Regions from separate parts of the Capra hircus genome. Here region 1 is linked to region 2. Evidence: chromatin contacts called from public Hi-C data. All regions are on one chromosome and are shown on one strand. The core of a region is the stretch at or near the end of the contact, and the rest is flanking DNA. Distances in the headings are between cores, read along the strand shown.

The links. Hi-C and Micro-C count contacts between places; a contact is called where the count stands out from the background.
Region 1: a Hi-C map of blood shows a contact between it and region 2, with 4 times the contacts expected there. The contact joins the promoter of CACNA2D4 here to the enhancer-like site in region 2. A contact is called at or near these places in 2 of 5 Hi-C or Micro-C datasets (both in blood).

Annotation. Positions count from the first base shown.
Region 1 is chr5:107,218,611-107,224,889 of ARS1.2, reverse strand. It overlaps CACNA2D4 (voltage-dependent calcium channel subunit alpha-2/delta-4), which reads left to right and starts at 1,887. Exons shown (of 38, transcript XM_018049066.1): 1 at 1,887-2,032; 2 at 3,617-3,698; 3 at 4,973-5,089. The coding sequence starts at 1,887.
Region 2 is chr5:107,078,728-107,085,209 of ARS1.2, reverse strand. No RefSeq gene overlaps it. Among named protein-coding and RNA genes, the nearest start is that of FBXL14, 44 kb to the right of the region's middle. Within about 2 kb of position 1,354, at least 2 of the 5 cell types and tissues checked have an H3K27ac peak or open chromatin away from gene starts, as enhancers often do.

The DNA of each region.
Region 1 (6,279 bases), core at 638-3,137, 140 kb before region 2:
AACAGACAAACACTACTATATATAAAATAGATAAACCAGGCCCTACTGTGTAGCACAGGGAAATATATTCAATATCTTGTAATAACCTATAATGGAAAAGAATCCAAAAATAGTGGTCTATGTGTATGCATAACTGAATCACTTTGCTATACACCTGAGACGTTATAAATCAACTATACTTTAATTTTTTAATTGAAAAACAAAAAATTAAAGTAAAAATAAAATGAGAGTTACTCCAAATGACAAACTTTAAGAAGTGGGTGAATACCCCAAAAATCACAAAACCTAGAAAAGTCACAGATTCTTTTTATTTGCTAATTGACCAATACCCATCTGTGGCACTTTTTCTAAATTTGTTATGATTCAAAATGAAGAGTATGCAGAATTCTCCTGAAACCCAGCATTCCTAGGAGCTAAATTCCAGCATCTGTAGCGATCGATGCCCCTCCTGGCACGCAGCACTGACTCCCCACCAGAGATGCACAGGAGTTTGTCATGGGAATCCTTGCTTCTCCGGGCGTTTCTCTGCTTTTGTGGCAGCCCCATGCCCTGTTTTGCAGGAAGCAGCGAGTTTGATCAGGACAAGATTCATCAACCAAGAAGCACTCTGAATGGTGGCAGGGGTGGATGTGGCCTCATATGGCACTATTGCCAGTTTGGGCCCACAGAGACAAGAATTTTCATCAAATCCTGTTGTGTGTAATTCCTGTCGGAAGAGAAGACAGCATATGTCATGTTTATAATTATGGGCAATCAGTGTCGACTGCTTCCTAACAGGAGCACCAGGCCTGGAGAGAACCAGGTCCCTCACTGACCACTTTGTTCCATTGTGGGTAGAATCTTCTGCAGATGAGCTTGTGGTTTTGTTTCTCTCCCCTCCCGCACACTGCTAGCGGGGGATGCTGTGAGGTGGTCACGCTGCTGCTGGGGGTGGTCCTGTTGTGGGGCAGCAGCCCTGAGGGCAGGCGGTGAGTGTCCCTGGAGCCACCCTGCCGGGACGGCTGGAGACAACAGTCTAGGTAGCTACACAAGCCAGACTCATTGTATCCCCACTCGGCTTCCTCTCGGCCGGACCCCTGCGGCCCACAGTGCCCCCAGGTCCACCTAGGATGGGGGAAATCAGACAGTGGGCCTGAGATGCAGATGGACGTAGGCCTTGACCAGCAGCGGCTGGACGAGCATTAGGGGCTGGATCTGTGCAAGGGGTGGGGAGGGCGGGGGGGCGAGGATGGAGCTTCCCAGAAAATGGGTCCCCAACCTAGAACCAGGTGAGATGTGGGGCACTTGGGGCCGCTGACTGTGGACATTATCTGTGACCTGGCCGAAGGCAGCGGGCTGGACGTGGGAGCCCAGGCAGAGACACCCTGTCCCCTCACCTCCCTGAGCAAATGGGGATACTCACACGGACCCCAGGATGGCTCTGAGGTTTCAGGAGCAGATTCGTCACAGGGTCAGGGTTGCTGCATCGTCTCCTGGGTCCAGGGACTGGTCTGCCTCTGTGACATGGGAGCCTGAGGCTCACACGTGGTGAGCCGGCCCCCACTTCTGAAACCAGGATAATCCCACTGAGGTCCCTGCCGCCACCCTCCTGCTGCCGGGCGGGGATTAGAGAAGAGGCCGGCAGATTAACTGGCTCATTCTGTCCCAGCCTCTCCTGTCAGTCCCTCTCCTGGGAGCCTGCTGCTCAGGTGGGGCCGCCCCTCTGCAGGACAGACAGGGGAGCCCCCTCCTCACGCACAGACACTGCAGCCAGGACCCCACTGGAAGCTGGGGAACCACAGGCTTGTCCAGACCCGGAAGCAGAAGGTGTGGGGCCGTGCGAGGGGTCTGGGCAGACAGAGCTCAGGGTCTGAGGCTGCTCCCCAGCCTCATCCCACAGGGGGACCATGCCTGGGCCCCTGAGCATCCATGCAGACCCCAGCCCCACCTCTGTGGCCTGGGCCTCCCTGCGGAAGACAGCGATCCTCCTGTGCCTGCTGTCCAGCACATCCCTGCCCCCAACACAGGGGCAGGTCAGGATCCCTGTGGAAACGTAAGCCTCGAGGCCAGCCCCCTGCCCCAGAGACCCTTTCCTCCCTCCCCACCCCTCCCCGGCCCATCTCAGTCCTCGCCCCCCAGTCCCCCTATCCTTTTCTCCTGTGAAACTCTTCTCTTTCCCAAACCTCTGCCATTTAGGGCCCCACCCCCATCCCCTCCCCAGACCTGATCATGGAGGTCCCCACAACTCCTGGCACCCTCAGCACCTGGGGGGTGATTGCGGGATGAGCAGTTGGAGTGGGAGCCGAGTTGCTGGAAGTGACCATCAGGGTCCCCCAAGGATTTGCCAGGAAACCCACATCTCGACATTATGAGGGTAAACAGGCCTAAACTGACCACCAGCTTGTGCAGCCAGGAGTCAGGGAGAGTGAAGGGGGTTCCCCATTCCCTTTTTATGCCTGTCTGCCTCCCTCTTGGCCCCAGTCCTACATTCTGTCACTAAGAGCAGCTCCAGGGAAGCTTCCAGTCATTCTGTGTATAAACTACTGTGTGGCTCCGTGGGGGTGTCTGGTCTTTAGTGCTTAGTTCTGGTGGCTCCGTTAAATACAGTTTCAATTGGGATGGGTGCAGAGCATCCTGGACTAAAGGGGCTACCTGTTCATCACACCTGAGCCCAGCACAAGTCAGACTGCTGTCAGCCTTGGTCTTACAGAAGGGGGCCCTGCAGCCCACGGATGCCCGGGGTTTGTGTGGGGCTGAGCCGTGCACGAGGTTTGAGGTCCACTGTCCCCATGGAGGGGGTCCCACCTCTACTTTGTCACCTGCCTGCGGCCCCAGCCTCCCAGACACAGCTCAGAGGTTCGGCCTCTCTGCCTCACATCCCCCCACCAAGCCTTTAGAAGAGGAGTCGTGGCCCCAGGGTGACCTGCAAGGGGCAGCTGGAGGACAGCTGGCTGAGAAGCTGCATCTGTGCACGTCCTCAGGGTCTCCCGCCCAACCTGCCCACGCTCAGCCTCGCTCCCTTCTCTCTAGCCCTCGGGGTGTGGGGTTAGGGCTTGGCTCTGGGTGGTCAGCTCTGCCCCTCAGCGGGGTCCTAGCCAAGGGGTTCTGATCATAGTGTAACTGTTGAGTCCTGACGGGTCCTCTGGATCCCTGCCCTACAGGGGGTGGACTGTGTTGGTGTGTTTTCCTTGGTGTACGGCAGTGTGTAATTGTGTGTGTGCCTGTGTGTGTCCCTGTCTACCTGTATGTCTATGTTATGTGTGTCTCTGCATGATTGTGCGGGTTTGTGTATGTGCATCAGTGGGTGTCTCTGCGTGTAGACACAGGCTTCCTATGTACATGCGTCTGTGTGCATCTGTCTGTGTGTGTGTGCATACGTGTATACATGTGTGTGCATGGGTGTGCATCTTTGTGTCTTTGTGTCTGTGTGCATGCATGTGTGTGTGCAAGGGTGTGTGTACGTGTGTGTGCGTGTGTACACACACGTGTGTGTCTGCACATGCATGTGTGCATCTGTCTGTGTGCACGTGTGCGCATCTTTGTGCCTCCATGTGTATGTGCACGTGTGTGCATTCATGTGTGCATGCACGTGTGTGTGCGTGCGTGCATGCACACATGTACTCCTTCTGTCCGGCAGAGTGAAGCTGTGGGCAGACACTTTTGGCCGGGACCTGTATAACACTGTCACCAAGTACTCAGGCTCCCTCCTGCTGCAGAAGGTCAGTCCACCTAGGGCGGCTGGGCAGTCAGCCAGGTGATCAGAGCCAGGGACTCCGTCCTGGTGGGGAAGCAGGATGTCTGTGCTTATGAAGGGCCCTGGGGACCATCTAATCCAATCCCCATTTCAGACGGTGAAACTGAGGCCCAGGGAGGGGAATGATTCGCCCAAGACACAGAGCAAGCTGGTGGGATGTCAGCTCAGGGGCCGGGAAGCCAACCCTGAGATGGGATCCGGGAACAAGAGGTTGTGGGGGTGAGGGACCAATGGGAGAGGGAGTGGGTGGGCCAGATGCAGGCCCCACACTGGGGAGCAGGCAGGGGCCAGCGGAGAGCCGCCCACTCAGTGCTCCACCCTGCCTGCCACGGTGTCCTAGCTGCAGGGCCCCTGGGTGGGAGCTGGCAAACCCTGCCATGAGTAGTTCACTGCTCTGTCGATTAAAGATGACCCGCCGGGTTCTCACTAGACCCCTTAAGCTCCAGTCCCCCTGGCATCACGACTTCCAGACCCTCACAAAGGAGGGTGCTGCTGTCCCACTGCCCATGGCTGAGGGTCCGTGTTCCCCTTCTTCTCCCCTCTGCAGCTTCAGATTGTTTCCTAAGCACTGCTGAAGGAGCCCTTGGCTTTTAAGGTCATGCCTGTCCCCTCCAGCTGTCCTGGCCCTGGGCAGGTAGCAATGCCAGCTCCCCCTGACTCCCCTCACTCTCCCCATCGCCACACCAGCCCCTCAGCCAAGCAAGTTTCCTCCGATTTTCTCCTTCCTCTGACTCATGAGGGAGCTGGAGACGTGGCTGTTTGGGGTGAAAGCCATGGACCTGCAATTTGGGGACTAAGTAACTCGTGCCCAGATGGCTTCCCGGGGCCCAGACAGTGACTCAGCGGCCCTCTTAGTGCCCAGGCTCACTGGCCAAGGGTCAGGCAGTGCCCAGCCCTGCGGCTCACAGGGTGTGGGGTTGGGCACCAAGATCTCGAGCCTCGCAGCCCCTGAGAGCCATCCCTAGAGGCAGCATGTGGAGGCCCAGCCCCTGAGCAGCTGTGTGACCTCAGTTGAGTTTCACGACCTCTCTGGGCCTCAACCTCTCCCTCTGACAGATATGAATCAGAGGACGTCTGATAAGAGAAGTCATTTGTCATCTGCATGGGAGGTTTTGGAGGAGACAAGGCCATCCTGGCCCCGGTGTGAACATCCAGTGGGAGGGCAGAGGCTGCTATCCATCCGGGTGGACTTCTGGGTCCCAGAAAACAGGTGTGTGTCTCCATGTGTCTCCTGAACAGAAATACAAGGATGTGGAGTCCAGTCTGAAGATCAAGGAGGTGGATGGCTTGGAGCTGGTGAGGAAGTTCTCGGAGGACATGGAGACCATGCTCCGCAGGAAAGTGGAGGCTATCCAGGTGCTCAGCCTGGGGGCTGGGGGGCCCACCCACCCTAGACACTGAACACCTGCCCTGGGCCCTCCCACCCACATCACCTTCCGCCCCGTAGCTCTGTGAGCCACCAGACTCTTGCAAAGAGGAGGTGGGGTGGGGGCAACGGGAGAGAGGGGAGGGCTGGGGTGGGTACCCTGCCTTAGGGAACAGTGTCCGGGGCTGGAGGGTCAGCCCATGGTGTCAAGAAGGACCTGCATCATGATCTCAGGTTCAGTAGTGGGACGGGGTGCAGAATGAGGGCCCAGGAGTTACCACTGGGTGAATGGTGGGTGGGGGCGGAGGGTGGGAGGGCCACGGGTTGACTGACTGCCTGTGACGTGAACCCCCTCCCCCTCCTCCCCTCTTCCTTCCCTCTTCCTCCCCACCCTCCCCCTTCCCTCCAGGGTCACAGCCAAACAGACCCTCCATGAGGGTGCCATGGGGAATCTCCTGCAGAGCAGCACTAAATAAGCTTTGCCCCATGGAACTTCTTCATCTTGCCCTCAGACACGAGGGTTGGGTGCAGGGCAGCAAGGATTGCTCTGCGGTTCACAGGAGGATAAACAGAGACCCAGAGGGTCGCAGATGGTGTAAAACCCCATCTTCCTGGTAATAAATGCCCTGCTGTGTCTCTACTTCTATTCACTGCGCCTTTTTTTTTCCTTTATCTTTTTTTTTTTTAAGTTATTTGTTTATTTATTTGGCTGCACTGGGTCTTAGTTGCAGCATGTGAGGTCAAGTTCCCTGATCAGCGATCAAACCCATGGCCCCTCCACTGGAAGCTTGGAGTCTTTACCGCTGGATCACCAGGGAACTCCTCTTTTTTTTTTTTAATGTATTTTATTTATTTATTTATTTTTGGCTGCTCCATGAAGCATGTGGGATCTTAGTTCCCCAACTGGAGTTCACCCCCAAACCCCTTGCAGTGGAAGCACAGTCTTAATGACTAAACCCCCAGGGAAAACCCAACGACTTTAATTTTTAAAGCAGTGTTAGGTTGACAGCAAGATTGTGAAGAAAGCACAGAGTTGCCATTTACTCCCCTGCCCTCACAAACGCAGCCTTCCCAGCTACCAACACTCCCACCAGGTGGTACACTTGTACAATCAACGAACTGACCCCGATGCGTCATTGTCACCTGAAGTCCGTAGTCTGCTTGAGGGTTCACTCTTGGG
Region 2 (6,482 bases), core at 105-2,604:
GACTCTTTTCGAATCCCGGACTATAGCCCACCAGGCTCCTCTGTCCATGGGATTCTCCAGGCAAGCGAACTGGAGTGGGTTGCCATTTCCTCCTCCTGGGGTCTTTCCAACCCAGGGATCGAACCCTCATCTCCTGCATTGGCAGGCAGGTTCTTTACCACTGAGCCACCTGTGAAGCCGCAACTTTGACTGAGAGATGATTCCAAAGATCTTACATGTCATAGTTGTGTGCTTTTTAAAAACCATGTTACCTTTGATCTTGCCTTGATACAAGTACCAATATCTCAGCCTTTAAAAAGACCTTATGGGACTTCCCTGGGAGTCCAGTTAAAACTCTGCACTTCAACCACAGCAAGCACGGCTTTGATCCCTGATCTGGGAATTAAGATCCCACATGCCGCACTGTGAAGCCCAAATGTATAAAGAAAAAAATAAACTAGGCCACAGTGAACTTTCTACACATGTATTTTAAAAAATCATAAAATTTTAAAAAATAAGACTTAATGTTTTACAGAAAGCTTTCATAGCCTCTATCTTATCTGAAGGAAATATATTATGGTGGCTCAGATGGTAAAGAATCTGCCTGCGATGTGGGAGTCCCAGGTTCGAACCCTGGGTTGGGAAGATCCCCTGGAGAAGGGAATGGCTACCCACTCCACTATTCTTGCCTGGAGAATCCCATGGACAGAGAAGCCTGAGACACAGTCCATGGGGTCGAAAAGAGTCAGACATGACTGAGCAACTAACACATATTATGATCCCTGTTTTATTGCTAAGGGAACTGCCTGAGATGACTTGGCCCATCCTCTGCACCAAACCTGAGCCTGTCCTGGTGTGTGTGGTTAGCTCCCCTGAGGGAGGCAGGCCTCACAGTCCTGTAGCTGAAATGAGTCTCCAGGGAGTATCTGGTTTTCAACCTGTCTCCAGACACTACTAAAGTTCCCCAAACATCTCAATGCCCCTTATTTCCTTAAACTTCTCTGGGGAGTGAAATCTATAACTCTCAGTTACCTATCCTGGTGACAAATAGTTTCTTTCTGCTTAGAAAGATAGCCTTTATTTCCACTTTGGTTCTTTTTGTTACCAAAAAAAAAAAAAAAGTCTATTTGGCCAAGAGAGTGTTTTGGTTTTTTTCATTTTTGTTTTTTAACCACTTTGTGGGGAATACACAATAAGGGGCTCAGAAAACAAGCCAGGGATCACTGGGTCAGTCCACAGCACACCTAAATACCAGCTAAGAGTGGGAGTGGGCACACTGCTCAAAGTTCTTGCCTGTCTCTGTGGCAGCCGAGCTTCACAAAGCCCGCCTCGGAGCAGGAAGCACTGGATAACAAACCAAAGCCTGGAATCCAGGGCTGCATCCAGGGCTCTTGCACAAGCCAAGAGCAGAGCCGGGCCGGAATTCTGGTGTCTGACTCTGGGGTTAAGAAGCAAGTCCCTATCTTACAGGGTCACACTGACCTGTAGCTTAACAGAATTTTTATCTGGAAAAGCCCTCAATTTGTGGCCAGACTCAGGACTGGTAGAAGCAGAAGCAGAGGTGACCGCAGGGGCTTTCTTTAGCGAGAACGTGACATCCACGTGCTGGCTGGCGGCCTCTGCTGGCTGGTCCCTGGCCAGGGTGGGCGGAGGGCATGCAGTGGCCAGCTCTGCCCTGCCCAGACCTATGTGGGTACTGGCATCCACAGAGGCTCCTCTCGGGCTGCTGTCCCCTGGACTGGGACCAGCTGAGCGCCCCTTCAGTGCACATTGTGTCCTCTGGGTTTCTCCAAAGCTAGACGGGCCCATGATGAAGCCAAGCTCAAGGCTCAGGTCTGCCTCCAAGAAATGCCCTCCTTATCTGGTCATCCAAAGGGGTCCAACTGACCATAGCAGAGGTTAGAAACAGGTCTAGGAAGTTATTATCCGTTCACACGTCTTACGAAGGAGGAGGCTTTGGGGACAGACTGTACTGATTTTAGTTTCTTGTGTGTGTGTGTGTGTGTGTGAGCTCAGTCGTGCCTGACTTTCGCAACCCCATCCACTGTAGTGTGCCAGGCTCCTCTGTCATGGGATTTCCCAGGCAAGAATACTGGGATGGGTTGCCATTTCCTTCTCCAGGGGATCTTCCTGGTCTAGAGATCGAACCTGTGTCTCTTACGTCTCCTGCATTGGCAGGTGGGTTCTTCACCATTAGCGCCACCTGGGGAGATGCTATCAGGAAGGCCCAATGTCCGCTCGTGCAGAGTCAGTTTTGAGTGCCTAGACACTGACTTCTAGCAGGCTGATGCCCTTCACGCTTTTAAACCCAGCTCTTCTGCAAACAGCTGTCTCCCCTGTGTGCAAGGCAGATTCTCTGAGCCCACAGCCCTGCACAGCTGGTCCTCTTACCTTAGGTTGAGGACAGCCTTGTGCCTCCATCAGAAGAAATTTCCCTGCTCACCCTCCTCATCCTAAATTCATGGTGGTCTGAGGGGCAGATCAGTGCGCACATCTGAGGCTCAGAAGGAAACAGGCCCCTCTTACTTCACATCCTGGGATCACTCAGAAACCCACCAAGGGGACAGAAGGGCCCCTGGAGTCAGTCAGCATCAGCTAGCAGCTGTGTGAGTCAGAGGATGTTCCTTCGCTTCTCTGAGTCTTTCCTCCCATCCGGAACTTGTGGATAATGACACCAACCTTGCGGAGGTACCGAGGGAATTATAGATGATGTACGCAGAGCAGCTGGTACAGTCAGTCCTCTGTGGAAACTACAGTGACTCCCCACCTCTGGGATGATGACCATCAAGCAAGAAGAGCATCTGGCTGCCGGCTCGGAGGCTGACCCAAGCCACTTCCGAGCCCGAGCTCCATTATCATCACCCATGTCTCAGTGGCCCATCCCAGCTGGACTGGGCACTCCCCTCATCATCCTTCCACACTCAATTTTTAACAAATTAGTGAAATATGGGAGTTCCCTGGAGGTCCAGTGGCTGGGACTCTGAGCTCTCACTGCGAGGGACCGGGCTTAATCCCTGGCTGGGGAATTTTGTGCTGTGTGTTGTTACTAGGTCACGTTCGACTTTTGTGACCTTGTGGACTGTACCCCGCCAGGCTCCTCTGTCCATGGGATTCTCCAGGCAAGAATCTGGAGTGGGTTGCCATGTCCTCCTCCGGGGGATCTTCCCAGCCCAGGAACAGACAGCTGTTTGCAAAAGAGCTGGGTTTAATGTGTGAAGGGGATCCACCTACTAGAGGTCTCGCAGTGTGGAAAAAAAGAATTAGTAAAATCACACTGACCTGATTCTTCCCAAATGTGTTCAAATGAAACATCGAAAACTCAGCTGTTCTGCTTCCCAGAGTCTGTTTCTGGCACAAGGACCCCACGACCAGCTTTTGAACTAAAGTGTGAGTGGCAGACGCTGGGCTGGAGCTGGTGAAACAGCGACACCGTGTGGCCAGACAGGAGCGCAGCCAGGCGAGGAGCTGGGGACCTGGCCGTGGCTCAGGGAGATGGAGGTTAGGTCCCCACCAAGGAAGGAACACAGCCCCTTACATGTGCGAGTGGACTCACGTCCTTGTCCACAAACGCTCCTCTCGTCCTCAGCCCAAGACGGGAAAGCAGGACCATGAGTGCTCTCCAATCAGAAGGATGCAAGCAGGCGGCCGCAGGGCATTTGAAGACGGCAAATTCCACATTTGCCATCTCTGCTCCCAAGGGCCCTGGGAGATTTACAGGAACATCTGGCCACCCTCATCCCTCCTGGATGTTTCTTTTTGGTGAGGACTCCAGCCCTGCCGGCCAGGGGGTGCAAAGGAAGCAGCTGGCACCGTAGTCATTACCCTCAAAGGGGAATATCTTTATTTTGTTGTTGCTTTTTAATTGCTTTAAAAAATCTTTTTCTTCTTCCTCAAAGGGACGTGTCTTTACAATTTGGTTTTGGCGAGGCAGCATGCCGGACCTGATCCCCAACCAGCGATAGAACCTGAACCCCCTGCAGTGGCAATGCCCATCCCTCATCATTGGACTGCGAGGGACGTCCCAAAGGGAAGTATATTTAAATCATTAGCAGGAACTCCTGACCCTTCAAGTCGAGCTCAGGGTAAAACAGTCTACATTCTGGGACGGAACGGCAGCAGGTTTGTCACCGTGCGGGGACACCCAGACGGTGTCCAGTCTGGGGACACCTCTTAGCAGTTTTACCCCCTTAGCCCTGCGAGACAGAGAAAGGCTTCACCTCGACCCTGAAGGTTTTGAGGGAGCAGGGGCCCCCTTCACACTCGGACTGGGCTCAGGTTTTCACCCCTTTGAGGAAAGTCTCAGGACCGGCCCCACAATCACATGATGTCATGGATAAGGGACTTTGTTTGACCGTGTCCAGAGTAAACAGTTAGCAGTCTGCATGGGACAACAGCCATTTTGCTTTTTTGCATTTCTTTTCCATGGGGATGGTCTTGATCCCTGCCTCCTGTACAAAGTCACAAACCTCATTCCATAGTTCATCAGGCACTCTATCTATCAGATCTAGGCCCTTAAATCTATTTCTCACTTCCACTGTATAATCATTAAGGATTTGATTTAGGTCATACCTGAATGGTCTAGCAGTTTTCCCTACTTTCTTCAATTTCAGTCTGAATTTGGCAATAAGGAGTTCATGATCTGAGCCACAGTCAACTCCTGGTCTTGTTTTTGTTGACTGTATAGAGCTTCTCCATCTTTGGCTGCAAAGAATATAATCAATCTGATTTCGGTGTTGACCACTGGTGATGTCTGTGAAAAGAAGAGAGGAGAAAAGCAAAGGAGAAAAGGAAAGATATAAGCATCTGAATGCAGAGTTCCAAAGAATAGCAAGAAGAGATAAGAAAGCCTTCTTCAGCGATCAATGCAAAGAAATAGATGGAAAAAACAGAATGGGAAAGATTAGAGATCTCTTCAAGAAAATTAGATACCAAGGGAACATTTCATGCAAAGATGGGCTCGATAAAGGACAGAAATGGTACGGACCTAACAGAAGCAGAAGATATTAAGAAGAGGTGGCAAGAATACACGGAAGAACTGTACAAAAAAGATCTTCACGACCCAGATAATCATGATGATGTGATCATTAATCTATTACTACTACCCACCAGGCTCCCCCGTCCCTGGATTCTCCAGGCAAGAACACTGGAGTGGGTTGCCATTTCCTTCTCCAATGCATGAAAGTGAAAAGTGAAAGTGAAGTCGCTCAGTCATGTTCGACTCTTAGCGACCCCATGGACTGCAGCCTACCAGGCTCCTCCGTCCATGGGATTTTCCAGGCAAGAGTACTGGAGTGGGGTGCCATTGCCTTCTCCGGATCACTAATCTAGAGCCAGACATCTTGGAATGTGAAGTCAAGTGGGCCTTAGAAAGCATCACTACGAACAAAGCTAGTGGAGGTGATGGAATTCCAGATGAGCTGTTTCAAATCCTGAAAGATGATGCTGTGAAAGTGCTGCACTCAATATGCCAGCAAGTTTGGAAAACTCAGCAGTGGCCACAGGACTGGAAAAGATCAGTCTTCATTCAAATTCCAAAGAAAGGCAATGCCAAAGAATGCTCAAACTACTGCACAATTGCACTCATCTCACATGCTAGTAAAGTAATGCTCAAAATTCTCCAAGCCAGACTTCAGCAATACATGAACCATGAACTCCCTGATGTTCAAGCTGGTTTTAGAAAAGGCAGAGGAACCAGAGATCAAATTGCCAACATCCGCTGGATCATGGAAAAAGCAAGAGAGTTCCAGAAAAACATCTATTTCTGCTTTATTGACTATGCCAAAGCCTTTGACTGTGTGGATCACAATCAACTGTGGAAAATTCTGAGAGAGATTGGAATACCAGACCACCTAACCTGCCTCTTGAGAAATCTGTATGCAGGTCAGGAAGCAACAGTTAGAACTGGGCATGGAACAACAGACTGATTCCAAATAGGAAAAGGAGTACGTCAAGGCTGTATATTGTCACCCTGCTTATTTAACTTCTATGCAGAGTACATCATGAGAAATGCTGGACTGGAAGAAACGCAAGCTGGAATCAAGATTGCCAGGAGAAATATCAATAACCTCAGATATGCAGATGACACCACCCTTATGACAGAAAGTGAAGAGGAGCTAAAAAGCCTCTTGATGAAAGTGAAAGAGGAGAGTGAAAAAGTTGGCTTAAAGCTCACCATTCAGAAAATGAAGATCATGGCATCTGGTCCCATCACTTCATGGGAAATAGATGGGGAAACAGTAGAAACAGTGTCAGACTTTATTTTTGGCGGGCTCCAAAATCACTGCAGATGGTAACTGCAGCCATGAAATTAAAAGACGCTTACACCTTGGAAGAAAAGTTATGACCAATCTAGATAGTATATTCAAAAGCAGAGACATTACTTTGCCGACTAAGGTCCGTCTAGTCAAGGCTATGGTTTTTCCTGTGGTCATGTATGGATGTGAGAGTTGGACTGTGAAGAAGGCTGAGCGCCAAAGAACTGATGCTTTTGAACTGTGGTGTTG